2 separate regions of the Eptesicus fuscus genome follow, and region 2 is linked to region 1. The links are chromatin contacts, called in public Hi-C maps. All regions are on one chromosome and are shown on one strand. The core of a region is the stretch at or near the end of the contact, and the rest is flanking DNA. Distances in the headings are between cores, read along the strand shown.

Region 1 (4,395 bases), core at 1,168-3,667:
TCTTTTACCCACTAGTTCAAGGACACTTGCTGCTGACTCAGTTTTAAAGAAAACACTTATCTCGTGATTCATTTTAATTAAACCATCAAAGTAGTATACAAAATGAAAAAAAAAAAAATCTGGCCCAAAGTTCTTCCCTAAGTTTCTTTGTTTGAAAAATAATTGCAAGAGCACTGGCTGGTTTGGCTCAGTGGACAGAGCGTTGGCCTCCGGACCAAAGGGTCCCGGGTTCGATCCTGGTCAAAGGGCACATACCTTAGTTGCAGGCTCCTCCTCAGCCCAGGCCCTGGTCAGGGTGAGTGCAGAAGGCAACCAATCGATGTGTTTCTCTCACATCGATGTTTCCCTCCGTCTTTCCCTCTCTCTTCCACACTCTCTAAAAGATCAATGGAAAAATATCCTCAGGTGAGGATTAACAAAAAAATATATTTAAAAAAAAAGAAAAAGAACTGCAAGACACACTACCTATAATTGTATGGCTATTTCTAAATACGATAAAATTGCTACTACTTACTGATCACCAATAAGTGCTGGGCCTGTTCCACACCTCCAGCACTCTGTCCTCACAATCAACCTTCAGGCAGGCTTACTGCCCCCCGTTTACAAATGAGGCGACAGGCTCAGGGGAGAAGTCACAGGCCCAGTCAATGGTGGAGTTGTGCAAACACCAGACCCTACCATGAAGTTCAGGTCTTGGCCAGGACCTGACCCTGCCATTAAGATCTACATGTCCCCACCTCCCCAACCCCCCACCCCCACCCCCGCCAGAAACATCCCCTAGACCCCACTTCCACCTAATGGGGTACCCCATCCTCCCTCGCCATGCAGCTCCCCTGAGCACTCCACCTGGCTGTAAATCCCCTGCTCCCCAGGCTACCCACACCCCAGTCTACCCTGCCTGGATGGCCACTGCCTCCAGTTCCCGGGCCTTCTCTCCTCCAGGCACAGTGTGCTCATCCCACCACCCAAATCCCAAATCCTAACAGTAGTAGACTCAATCTCAGCAGATACCAAAGGACCCAGTGGCTGGTGGTGCTGGTTTCTGGGACCTCAAACAGAACCAGGTCTAAAGCAAGCCATGGCTAGGTGTTTGGGGGGGCGGGGGGGAGGGGGGTACTTGGGAGGGGCACGGTCATCTGAAACGGAGAGCTGGGAGGCCCCGCGGTTCTTTCCTTCCCTCCCACTGGCACCGCCAGGGAGCAGGGAGATAAGTGATTCCAGCTGCGGGCCCTGGGCTTCCTCCTCCCAGGCTACGCGCCACCGCTCCGTTTGTTTACTTGGGCAGCATATCTCCCGGGCCAGTCGCCGGGCAGGCAGCTGGTGGTAGCACAGAGTACGGGGAAGTCCCCGCTCCTGTGCACCCGGCACCCACCACCCCAGCCCGCCCCAGGTGTCAACTGCTGCTCCCCGTGGTTACACTTGAGAGTCCACCATTGGAGGAGGCAGCAGGGCAGGGCCAGCAGCTGGGCGACCCGAGCTGACACCCGGGCGCGGGCTGAAGCCGGGGAAGTTGGGGGGTAGGGGGGGGAGGGGGACGCAGAGTGACAGCGGATAGGGAGGCTGGGGCCTCTGGGTCCGGAGGTGCCGGCCCACGGGCCAGCGACCCGTCCCTGACGGCTGCGTTCGGAGTCGCCTCTGGACGTCTGAGCTGGGGGCGCCCTGGTCCCCGCAGCCCACTCACCGGACACGTTTAGCTGGCCTCCCAGGAACCAGCCGATCTTGCCGCTGCTCAAGTCACAGTCCCAGACGGTGTGGAAGGGGGTGTCCCACACCAGCGTGTCGCGCGCCAGCGGCCCCCAGAAGGCGTCGGGCTGCCGGTCCGCCAGCGCTCTCAGCGCGGGGTACGAGGCGGGCAGCGGGGGCCCAGAGGCCGCCCTGCGCGGCGCGCAACCTCCGCCGGGCGGCCACCCCCGAGGTCCCGCGCGCCCCTGCAGGACGCTCCGGAGCCGCCGGACGCCGCAGCCCACACTGCGCGCCGCCATCTCCCCTACGCCCCAAGGCCTCTGCACCCCTAGCCAGACTACCAGTCGGTGGGGAGGAGGGGGGTGTCGCTCTCTCCGAGGGCCCGCCCCGTCTCCGCCCTCCCGCCGCCACCCACTCCTTGGACCCCTCCTGGCTCGAAGCTGCCTTCAGAACCCCCCTCCCCGCCTAGAGAAGGGACCGCGAAGGAGGAGGGACAGCGGCCCGAGGAGGGGCGCTGGGGAGTCCCCGCCCCGGCGAGGCTGAGGGCGGGCCCCCTCGCCTGCGCTCCCTGCGCTCCGGCCCGGCGGCGGGGCTTTGGCCGTTTTAGTTTCAGTTTGAGTGTCAGGTTCGGACAGAACTGCAGAGACACGTGCGTCCAGGCTGGGCCCGCGCCCGGGACTTCCGGGTCCCAGGAAAGGAGCCTCGTAGAACAATCGACTAACGCAGCGAAGTGCACAGGTGGGCGTGAGAACCAGAGCCAGGTCGGTTCGTGTCTCAGGCTGAAGTCTACCTGTTAATCTCTGTGCTATTGAGAGAGAACCGCCTCCCCCACGCCCCTCATGCCAGACCGGTCTGTACGTCCGCACACAAACTCAAGTAGCCCCTGTGGGCTAAATGGGCTGATCAGGCGCCCCCCGGCCAGGAGGCTGTGGGGACCTGGGGTCCGTTGCTTTTATCACCCAACTGTCTGGTTTGGAATTGTGTAACTTTGAGGGTTTTCTCCAATGGCCTCAGTCTCCGTGGTCTGGGTTCAAACCCTGGATTTCCTAGCTCTGTGGTCTTGGGCAAGTTCCTGAACTTCTCTGTGTCTCATTTTACTTCTGTAGAAAACGAGAGTAATATCTCCCTCCCCTGCTGCAGTGAAGAATAAACGAGATTGTGTCGGAAGCGTCCAAGGCCAATAGGAATCCCCAGTTTGAGGTTGAGGGAAACTAGTCAATGCAAACAGCTCAATTGTGATAACAGCACAGCTATGCAACAGCAGCACCTCTCCAGCTAGACAGCTCTGCTCCCTCTCCAGAGAGACATCTTTGGTGTTTCAGCTCTGGGGAAAGGAAGTCTCAAGGTGGAAAGGGACAGTGCACTCCCAGAGCTAGAGGAGAGCTGACATATAAACAGAAGCCCCTGCCTCTGGTCCCTGATGCAAATGAGGACTCCAAATCCTCTCAGTTTGATTGGTCCAAGAGGCACTGTCGTTATTGGTCAGAATGGTGCCTCTCTGATTGGTCAGTGAAGATGTTGAGGGAGTTATGCCCCTGCAGATCCCATTGGAAAGGGAAAGTCTCAGTCCTATTGGTTGAAATAGGGTTCCAGGAATTCCTTTATAAATGGCGGACCAGATGGCAGGAACACAGTTCAGTTGAGTGCAGGAGGCAGTAGCTATTTGCAGGCTTCTCCCTGAAGTGCCATTTGCATGAGAGACCCCTGCGTGGAAATGGCTGCTAGGCTCTGTTTTTGTTTGTTTGAATCCAGTTAGCCACCAGGAGCCCATCTTACTGGGTATCTTCTTTCTCAGGTCCACACCTGGAATCAGCACCTGGGAGCTTAATAGCAGAGGTGGTGTTTTTCTTGTCAGCCCAGGAAGGATAGAAGGGAACTCAGAGAAACTTGTCTCAACCAGCTTCCTAAATGTTTCAACACCCAAGAAGTAAGCATCTAATAAAGAAGGCAAGCACATGGGAAAGGGGATTTTTGAAAACTGGTTGGTTGAGTTCTTTGGGTTTAGGCAAGATTCTGCCCTCTTAACTGTGAGATTTGCAGAGGGAATGTCCCTGCCATTCCAAGGAGATTCTGCTGTCCTTTAGCCCCCCCGCCATGTCGAATACCTGCTTCCTGCCACAGAAGAGAGGATTTTAAGGCTGGAAAACCAGTGATAATAGCTAGCACTAGACATGTGCCCTGACCTGTGCCGCGCTTGATCTGCATTTTTTTTACTGTTTAAAGGTATTTAGTGCTGTCAACTCCTGCCCATCATAAACCTCTACCGGAACGAATGAGGAGACTGAGACCAAATGAATCAATCGACTTACTAAAGAACACATGGGCCCTGACCAGTTTGGCTCAGTGGATAGAGCATCAGCCTGCGGACTGAAGGGTCCCGGGTTTGATTCTGGTCAAGGGTATGTGCCTTGGTTGCAGGCGCATCCCCACTGGAGGGAGGGGGGCGGGGGTGCAGGACGCAGCTGATGGATGTTTCTCTCTCATCGATGTTTCTGGCTCTCTATCCCTCTTCCTTCCTCTGGGGCCTTCCAGGAACCTTATATCTCAGACCTGAAGGAACCTTATGTCTCAGACCTGAGGTTTAACTGGAGATGGTGGTACAGGCACAATTGCTGACCCTCACCATCCTTACAGATAGATGCTTTGATCATCACTTTACATATAAGAAAACAAGCACAGAGAGGATAGATGCTCAAGGCCACAGAGCTAGCA
Region 2 (4,395 bases), core at 699-3,198, 140 kb before region 1:
CAAAGATAGACTCCTGGACACACAGGCAGACACACAGAGACACAAACAGACACACACATCTGCATATATGACACTACACACACACACACACACACACACACACACACACACGCACACTTTCCCTGAAGGTCCCTCCAGCCATGCCGGTGTGACATCAGCTCCTTCCTGCCGTGCATTTTGTGACGGAATGAGGGCCTCCCTGTACCGTTGTCTCCCCACAAGCTTGAGAGGGGCAGGGCTAGAGACGTGGAGGACTGTTCCCCACACTCACAGACCAAAGGGCCACAGCCGGAGAAGACAGTGGCCGAGGAAAGTCCCAAACCGCCCTGATTTGGGCAAGTCCCAAAGTCCTTGCCCAATGCTTCTGAAAGCAAAAACAGCCCACAGCACCAACAGCGAGCCCTAAGGCCAAACCGCCACCGAGTTGGGCAAACACCAGTTGTGTGCACTTTCCTCTCCTCCAGCCCAGTCCCCGGCCGGGAACGAATCCCAGACATGGCACATGTGATCAGGGCACAGAGCTTGGCAAGGAGACACCACCCTGGAGTCCTCATGCACAGCTGCTGACAGCCAGAGGGTGAAAGGTCAGCACTGGCCGAGCAGGCCCAGCAGAGCACACCGGCTGCCTCAGCCGCCATGGGTTACCAAATGTCACCACACACCACGCACTGTGCTCATCACGCTTTGCTGATAACAGTCCTCGGGGCAGCCAGGAACCTGGGGGACTCCAACAAGTTACGTGGCTTGCCCGAGTCACACAAACCCAGATCCCTGCCTGGAATCCATTAGAACCCATCTGGACCCATCGGGGGAGGATCTTCCCCTAGATCAGTGGTCGGCAAACTCATTCGTCAACAGAGCCAAATATCAACAGTACAACGATTGAAATTTCTTCTGGGAGCCAAATTTTTTAAACTTAAACTTCTTCTCACGCCACTTCTTCAAAATAGACTCGCCCAGGCCGTGGTATTTTGTGGAAAAGCCACACTCAAGGGGCCAAAGAGCCGCATGTGGCTCACGAGCCGCGGTTTGCTGACCACGGCCCTAGATAGTGTTAACATGCAAGTTCTGGTTCAGAGAGTCTGCCCGTCCAACCACCCCCTTCCCTGGGGGGTGCGTTACACGCACTGTCCAGGTGGCGCTGGGACCACTGAGGCTCGGGCATCTCCTGCGTTGCCCGTGAACTGCCTGTACAGCTGGCTCCATCCAGGCCCTGAGCGTTAGCATTGAGAAAGTCCTAAATCCTCACCCCAACCCATCAGAGGGAGCTGAAGCATTGAGGCTGCCCCATACCTAAGGCCACCTGGTTTAACATTCACAGCTGGATTTAAACAAACTCGGGCCAGTTGGCTCCAGAGCCTCAGTCCTAACTGCCGAGCTGGCAGGTAAACGGGCACTCTGCCGGGGCTAGAACCTGTGGGCCACCCTGTTCTTTCTCCTCCTTCGCCAGCTCTGAGCCAAAGCCAGGCCGTGACCATCAGTCGGCAAACGCTGTTCCTCTCCCGCTTCCAGCGCAGACGTCACCAGAGGCATCTGTGCCTGACCACATCCATCCTCTGAAACTGCACTCAACAGCTGCTTCCCGCACGCAGGCCTGCCCACTTCCGGGTAGGGGGTGTCCACTCAGCCAGCAGGCAGGCAGTCTGCAGGGGGCCACTCAGAACCTCAGAAAAGGGGAGTCTTGGACCTGAGAGGTATGGTTTGCAGAAGGAAATCCAAGTGATTCTGCCTCTGGAAAATCCCTGCTAATTTTTTTAAGGCAATGTCTCTTCTGGGTGTTTCGAGGGTAGACGATGAGGTGGTTTGTTCACAGGTCTCATTCTCTTCCTCCTCCCCTTGCAAAAAAGAATCATCGCACCCTGGAAACTTGAATAAAGGAAGTGGTTGACAGTGTAGCCGATAGATGGGGAGATGAAGAGCTTCTGGTCAAATGATTTAGCAAGAAACTACCACCCCTGCCAGTAACAAGATAGGCAGCCCCCTCTGGGCGGGGCAGTTTGCAGGGCCCCACCATGCGCCCCAGCACCGCCCCCGGGGCCCACAGCCAGCACTGCCTTCCCCGAAGCGATGCGGCTGGCCTGCGCGCTGCTTGCCTTGGGCAGCCTGGTCTTAAGCGCCACGGGGGACCTGTCCCCAGGTAAGTGGAGGGTGTCCCCTGGGTTCTGCCTCTCTCGGACACAATGCCCAGGCTGCGGTAGGAGCCAGGTGCCATGAGCTCCTCCTCCCATGCCCAGGCCCCGAAGCACAGTCCTGGATGGGCAGCCCCAGCAGAGGTGTGGCTGCGAGGCCGGGGCCCCAGGGCTGGCGGCAGCTGCCTTCCGGGGGTCCCAGGGGTTCGGGAATGGGGGTTTGAGTGCCACCTGGAGATGAGGGAAGACTTCTGTTCTTAGCTGCTCCCTGATCCGGGGGAGGCTCCCCACACCCCTCCATGGGGACAGAGGAATGGGTGTGGGCAGGCAGTTTCTGTCTGATGCCAGCCATTCCTGCCTGCTGGCTGCTGCCCTGTGACTCGGCTCTAAGGACCTGGTGATCAGACACTGTTACCCTTCCTGCCTGGCCAGTGCTGGGGGGAGGGAGGACGAGAGGGGTAGCCTTTGCTCCTGGAAACTGAGGCACAGCTAGGGTTGGCGACTTGCCCCCAGTTCACACAGCCAGTGACCCCCTGCCTACACACACACACACACACACACACACACACACACACACACACGGAGTTGGAGATGCCTTCCCAGCACCAGCCATGGGTGATGGTGACGACCTGGAGGGCCCCTGTCTCACCGCCTTGAACCACCGAGGAAGCTGGTGCTGGAGGCCGGGATGACCTGCTCCGGTCACAGCCGCGGCTTGGGGAGCAGGGGCAATGCCCAGGCGGAGGCTGGTTCCTGCCCTCCGCGTTCTTCAGGAGGGGCTGGAGCTGGCCAAGGAGACCAAGTGGAGGGTGTTCAGGCAGGACCGGAACAAGGGGCCAGCCCCAGCGCCTCTCAATCGTGGAGGGGTCACCCCGCTTCTGGTGACACTGTCTCCGGGGCTATGGGAACAGGTTCCCCTGCCTCCTCCCGCTCCCAGAGCTTCGTTCTTAGCTCACACAGTGAAGCCCTCCCCCTCACTGCTTTCCAGCCTGTCCCGATTGTGTGCCACTGTCTTCCTGTGCCCCCCTAGTGCCCTAGGAGGGGACAAGCCAGCAGGAGAAAGGAGATGCTCAGACCAGAGAAGCACACTCCTCAAACCTTAGTGAGGGGGCTCAGGGAGGGAGTCCCTGCCTTCTCAGCTGTCCTGGATGCAGTCATTCAGGCTACATGTAAGTTCTTCCTGCTTTTGCCTCAGCTTCATCCCCTAACAGAGCAGGGGCAGGTCCAGGACGCATGGAGAATCCTTAGCTGACTCTTAGCACCCTTTCACCCGAGTTGCCCCCCTCTGCTGGTGTTCCTGCTAAACAGAGCCCTCTCCATACACTTCCGCCACGGCTGTGCCTACCCCTCCCTGCCAAAGCCCTGCTCAGCCAGCCCGGCCAGCCCCTTAGACCTGCTCTCTGCCACCAACCCCAGGCGGAGGGTTTGGAGTCCACACTCACATGCAGGCCTCAGGACACGCAGACTCCCTGAGCCTGGAGCCTCCCTAAGCCCCAGTCTCTTGACCCGTGAAATGGGTCAATAACCCAGCCCCTTGGGCCCTAGCGAGGCTTGACTGGCATGGACACAGAAGGCACGCTCACTGAGCCTGGGGTGCTTGCAGCCGCCCACCCTAGCCCTGCTCCTGAGTCTCTCCGGTCCTGGCAGCTCCAGGCTGTCCCCCCCCACCCACCCTACCCCAGCTTCGATCCTCTCAAGTACGTCCTTCATTTGACAGTTGCGGGCCTCGGAACGAGGGGTTTGAAGGCCCCTCTGTCTGGTGGTGGAACAGAGATGGGAACTCAATCCCAGACCTGGTTCTCCCTCTCCCCCTCCCCCCCCCCCCCCGCCCCCCCGCAACTTCAGCTCCCCTGCACAAGGCACAGGTCCCACACAGTGCCAGAGGACAGCAGGCAGGCGGGGCTGACTCCAGGTTGGGGTCCAGGGACCTGTTTGTTTTCTTCCCTGAAGAGTCGCCTCTTTGGGATCTTTTGCTTCATGATCAGCCCTTCCCTGTTAATTTCTCTTGAATTATCCTAAAACTGGTGTGACTTTTCAACTCTTTGTAAAATTAAAAATGGAGCCTTTATTATTTCTTTGGACCCCTGTGCTGACTTGAAACTCACATTTTAGGAAACATGTAGTTAACTAAAAATAAAGCAACCTCAATATTTTTCATAACTTTTTTGTAACTTTACCGAAATCACTTAGAAACTAACATTACATATTCATCTGAGGTTCAGCCTCACCTGATTTCATTTCATTGTTTTAATTCTGCTAAATTCAA

The links. A called contact is a pair of places that touch in the nucleus more often than the background predicts.
Region 2: a contact with region 1 is called in a Hi-C map of liver, with 5 times the contacts expected there. The contact joins the promoter of CST7 here to the promoter of ACSS1 in region 1. A contact is called at or near these places in 2 of 2 Hi-C or Micro-C datasets (liver and muscle).

Annotation. Positions count from the first base shown.
Region 1 is chr12:11,850,658-11,855,052 of DD_ASM_mEF_20220401, reverse strand. ACSS1 (acyl-CoA synthetase short chain family member 1) reads right to left here and starts at 2,417. Exons shown (of 14, transcript XM_008141307.3): 1 at 1,682-2,417. The coding sequence starts at 1,982. It overlaps LOC114231419 (a long non-coding RNA gene), which reads left to right and starts at 3,906. Exons shown (of 2, transcript XR_003617377.2): 1 at 3,906-4,082.
Region 2 is chr12:11,992,940-11,997,334 of DD_ASM_mEF_20220401, reverse strand. It overlaps CST7 (cystatin F), which reads left to right and starts at 1,948. Exons shown (of 4, transcript XM_008141151.3): 1 at 1,948-2,137. The coding sequence starts at 2,068.